2 separate regions of the Arabidopsis thaliana genome follow, and region 1 is linked to region 2. A link is a contact called in public ChIA-PET data. All regions are on one chromosome and are shown on one strand. Each heading gives the region's core, a stretch centred on a gene start, on an enhancer-like site or on the middle of the called end of the contact. The rest is flanking DNA. Distances are from core to core; before and after follow the strand shown. Region 1 holds the start of AT2G02570 (nucleic acid binding/RNA binding protein). Region 2 holds the start of AL6 (alfin-like 6).

Region 1 (2,700 bases), core at 158-2,657, 48 kb after region 2:
GGAGTTGCTTCAGCACTAACTCCGGCATCTGATAGAGAAATCTCATTTTGCTTTGCAGTTGCAAGAACTTCCTCTGTCAATGCAATCACCTATATGGTGCAAAAACAAAGTTTCAGAGAATTGAGGATTTCTAGCAATTATACACAATATATCAGTAAAGATTTTCAGAAGTAGAACTTCAGGGATCAAACACGAGAAATCAGGAGATAGAAGCAGGCTGGCCATCATGACCCATATAAGCACACCTGCACAACACAAATAACCAAGATAGAAATGATGAATTCTTTGCTAACTCTCCTACTTTTATGTATACGCCAACAACTGCTTTTGGCTGACCCAAACTCCACTGCCGGAGTTACATGCCACTCAAAAACATACTCACCTTTCAAACCCCAGAACTGAAAGAAAACTCCACTTTATCTGCTAGCTGTTAAATGATGTTGCTATTTCAAACAACACGCAGATTCCTTCAAAAGAGGCAGGGAATAGAAACATAAAGAGCACCGTATGCAAAACCTACATGCTAAGTAACCTAATCATGTTGTGTATGCCGCAAATGCTAAAGACATAAGGATCAATGAATTTCACTCAAACTAAGGGAGACTAATAAAACGAATCCACAACAAAGATGAAAAGATTTGATCACACAAAATAAGTGATTAAAATAGGGATTGATCACCTCTTTAAGCTCCTTTTCCATGTCTGCATATTCCGAGTTCCTAGGATCCTCTGACAAAAGCTGCCTAACCTGAGACCAAAAGAGTCAAAACTTCTATCAGATAACCCAGAAGAGAAGCAAGTGTATGATCACATTCCATCACCCTACTAAAACTAAGCCAAAAGACCTATCAGAGAGACTAAAAAGGAACATAAAAACGCAGACTTTGAAATAGAACTCGCAACCCTAGTATAGTGATTAATCCGTTCACAAATCTGATTATTAATTCACAAAGGAAGAAGATACAATGAAACTTAACAACAACTCGTCAAATCAACGAATCCCTAAAAAACTATTCCTACGAACCCTAACTCAGGAACAATCACACAAAATTCAGAAACCTACATTCAATTTCTCTTCACCAATTCGAAATTCTAATCCACATACAAAATTCTGAAACAAAGAGAAGAAAGAAATCGTCTCGAACGAACCTGTTCGAGTTGTTCTTTGTAGGTAGAGATACTCGAAGCTAACTGTTCAATACTCAATTCTTCTACTCCTCCTACCATTTTTTACCCAAACTCAAAACTTCGATCTCAATTTCAGTTTCCTCTTCAGATAAATTTCCCGATAGCTCTACACTGATCTTCTTCCTCTTCTCCGATGGTTCTTTGTCGCGAAGATATTTTAAGAGAAAGAACCAAAAAACGAAGAAGCTTTATTCTAAAACAAAACAGCACGCCGTTTTTGTACCGTCCTATGGATCAAAAACGCGGCGCGTTTCTTTAATTTCATAATTAGCTCTATACTTAAGTAACTCTCATAGTTGTATCCCAAATAAATTAATTATTCAATATACCCCCTCTTCCGATCAAATTTGCAAGAAAAAAATTATGTAGGTCCATTTTGGAATTCCAACTCTTACATATCCGTAATTTAATTTAGTCCTATATCCATTTCATTCAAACATTTTCTATTGTTAAAATCACATTGAGTCTAAATAACAAGTGGCCCTTACATACATATATCGTTGACGTGTTATTTTCAAGAGTATGACCAAGTAACAATGAGACCTTCGTTTTTTTTTTTGGTTAAACAAAGAGACCTTAGTTATATGAATTGTTTGAGCTAAGATAAAGTCAAGCTTAAATATTCATAAATCTAGTAGTAGGCGATATTTAACAACATTTATATATTCGCCTACTATATTTACATGTGGTGCTAAGAAATACGACTAAGTTTTTTTTAAAAGGCAATATTTAACCCAAAAACTTATTACATAATTATTGAAATTTATAAATTTTGTTTATGTAGTGGAGACCTAGTGGTAAATCTAGTTACTAGAGAAGAATTCTTTTCGTAGTTAGATAAGCTGTCCTTGTCGCTTGCATAGTTGCATATTAAAAGACCGATGACTTTGTTGTGTACTCATTAACCAATTAATTGGGTTTCGTATATTAATTAGTAAAAGACAAGTAATGAGTACTTAAAAGACAAATTTAAAATGCAGAACAAAGATGGAGACACGATTAAGAGAAGGTAGGTCTTCGTCATTTAGACGGCTTCTTGATTCTGGTATGCATTTTTCTTTGAAATTTCCAACAAAAAATGTAATCTTTTTAAAGAAATATTGAAAACGAAATTAAAAGAGTTTAAGACAGCAATAAACAATAATGTAAGAAATGTGTATATATTTAAAGCAGGAGCTTGATTCATCAATATCACAAAGAAAACTTGAGACGTACGTTAATACGGAAAAATGGCTACGATTTGGTTTCTTTCACTTCTCTTTCTCTGTTGTATTCTCCTCGCCGCCTTTAAACACAAGAAGCGTCGGACAAATCAGCAGCAACCACCGTCCCCTCCTGGCTTTCCGATCATCGGAAACTTGCATCAGCTTGGAGAATTACCACATCAATCTCTATGGAGTCTTTCCAAAACGTATGGTCCGGTGATGCTTTTGAAGCTTGGAAGTGTCCCAACGGTCGTAGTTTCTTCTTCTGAGACGGCAAAACAAGTTCTGAAAATCAATGATCTACATT
Region 2 (2,700 bases), core at 145-2,644:
ATCCAAGATGTTTAATTTTAGTTACCTGTTAGTGCGACTTTATAGATAAACAATCCACTAACTCTTAAGAATTCAACAACTAATTTTGAGATAGAAATATATAAAGATAAAAGATGTTAGCTAGTTTTTTGTCTTTGTAAATATAAGACTAATTAGGGTTTGACAAAAAAAAAAAGCATAGGACGTGCAATATTTGGTAAGAGCAGTTGTTCCCGTGATTTTGTCAGATATGACCAGCATGAACAGTTGTATGTTGTAAGAAATCAGTTCCCTTTTTCTCAATGAGAAAAACAAATTTAAACTTGACTTAACTCTCATACTAGTCTTTTTAATCCTAATTATTAACAATCTTTAATAATATATGTAATGTGGCAAAATCCTAATATATACTGACTTGAATATGATACGAAAGTACTAATTTTAAAGTTTTTTCCCTTTCTAACCGGTCGATGTAACCGTATTTGCATGTTTTCTTAGATTATTTTAAATAATATATGTCTATCACCTATATTAGTAAGTATATATTCATAGATTATAGTTGATTTTGCCCAAAGAAAAAAGAAGATTATAGTTGATTATACCACATCATTGATATTCTGTGACGAATTAGATTACAGTTGCGGTAAACGTATTCGCTAGCTAGTACGACGTGCTTAACGCAAAAATATTCAAAGATAACGAATCCGATTAATATTGGTTCGTTTCTTAATTCTTACATCTAGAATCACACATAAAAACAATAAAATAATTAAAAATTTGATGAATTTTTTATTTTTTTGAGTGATAAAAGGCAAAATGTTTTCCGTTTTTTAGTAGCTTTCTCTTTCAAAATATCTATTTCTGGTGTATATCGTGAAAAAAACTTTCAAAATACGTGAATGTGATGATCGTTGAAAACTTCAAATCTCATTTCCCCTAGGTTACTATAAAAGCCCACTATCCTTTAATGGGCCAGGCATGCTATTTCTGTACAATACAAGATGGACCTGAATGTTTTAACTTTTAACTTTTATCTTTAAGGTCAAGTTAATTGAAAACAAAAACCAAATTTGTGGATCAATTTGGATGCCTCAGCCTACGTATAAAAACATGTTTTTTTTTCGTAATATTAATGGAAATGAATATGTTAAAAAAAAAAAATACATGTTTTTTTCGTCGACACTTTTAAAAATAAAATAAAATTTAAATAAATGTCTTTGACCAAAATAAAAATAATGTAAAATTTGGGAGTGGGGAATGTAGCTCGGAAAAAAATAGGGTATGTAGATCGGAATTAATAAATAGATTTTATATTATTACATAAACAATAATAAAATACACAATGTTGTCTTTATTTAATTAATACAAAAATAATAAAATAGACAATGTTGTCTTTATTAATATTACTTCTCAGCCCCAAAATTAATCTTTGATCGGTCCCTTTTGTTTTATCGTTTTAGGGTTTGTAGCTCCTTTCTCTTTTTTTCTTTTCTCAATTTCCCCCAAATTAAAAAAAAACTCTCTCTTTCAGAGATTTACAAATTTCATTTCTCCAAATCCGAAACCCCAAAGTGAATATTTTTCCTTCTGGGTTTCTTTTGTTTGCCTGGAAACATTTGTCTCAGATTTTGATTTTGACCGGAGTACTCATATTCTCCGGCGATTTCTCCGGCGACATCGTTTGTGAAATGGAGGGAATTACTCATCCAATACCTCGTACTGTTGAAGAGGTCTTTAGCGACTTCAGAGGTCGACGAGCTGGTCTTATTAAAGCTCTCACTAATGGTCAGTTTTGGTCTGATTCTTGTTTCTCACTTGCGAATCAGAATGATAAGTATCTACAGAGTTACGATTTTGTGGCATTTGGGTTTTTCATTTGTTAAAAAAGAAGAACTTTTTTTATTTTGGGTTTCTTTTGTGAGATTTGACGATTCTGGGTTTTGTGTTTTGTTTATGCAGATATGGTGAAGTTTTACCAAACGTGTGATCCTGGTGAGTTATTTCTTCACAACTTTTAAAAAATTAGTCTTGCTTAGCTTCTATAGTTTCTAGTGAAATGTTTTGTTGAAGTTGTTGAGCTTGTATGTTGTTGAATTGTGTTGGTTAAAGATTGAGTTAGTTAGTCCTCCTCTGTGTGGTTTTTCTTTAAGGTGTTTCATTCTTGTTTATGTAGAGAAGGAGAATTTGTGTCTCTATGGACTTCCAAATGAGACATGGGAGGTTAATCTACCCGTTGAGGAAGTTCCTCCTGAGCTTCCTGAACCAGCTTTAGGCATCAATTTCGCTAGAGACGGAATGCAAGAAAAGGACTGGGTATCTTTGGTCGCAGTTCACAGTGATTCATGGCTGCTTTCTGTTGCATTTTACTTTGGTGCACGTTTCGGATTTGGCAAGAATGAGAGGTAAGGGTCCTTCTCAAGCTCAGTGTTTTTGAGTGTTGCATCTCAATTATGACAATATTGGGTGTACTCATGTGTGGTAAGGTTATAATGATCATTCTAGCATCCTCTTGTTTTGTCTATTTGTCTGATACAACAATCTCTGTGTGGATTTTTGTAACTCACGTGATCTTATTTATAGGGTCGGTTTCTGTGTAACTCTTTTTGTAAGTGGTTCCCAGTTTCTATTTTGAAGTGACTAGAGTTATGAATCGCACCAATCTGGATCAATGTTATTGAGATAGATATATTAGTCAATAGATGTGATATGTGCCTCTAAGTC

Evidence for each region. ChIA-PET counts read pairs in DNA pulled down with a chosen protein or histone mark.
Region 1: an H3K4me3 ChIA-PET map of shoot shows a contact between it and region 2, with 10 read pairs. The contact joins the promoter of AT2G02570 here to the promoter of AL6 in region 2.

The regions. Positions count from the first base shown.
Region 1 is chr2:699,568-702,267 of TAIR10.1, forward strand. AT2G02570 (nucleic acid binding/RNA binding protein) reads right to left here and starts at 1,408. Exons shown (of 8, transcript NM_179596.3): 1 at 1,150-1,408; 2 at 680-748; 3 at 1-89. The coding sequence starts at 1,227. It overlaps CYP71B9 (cytochrome P450, family 71, subfamily B, polypeptide 9), which reads left to right and starts at 2,365. Exons shown (of 3, transcript NM_126314.3): 1 at 2,365-2,700. The coding sequence starts at 2,418.
Region 2 is chr2:651,170-653,869 of TAIR10.1, forward strand. It overlaps AL6 (alfin-like 6), which reads left to right and starts at 1,395. Exons shown (of 5, transcript NM_001202573.2): 1 at 1,395-1,764; 2 at 1,939-1,971; 3 at 2,153-2,381. The coding sequence starts at 1,668.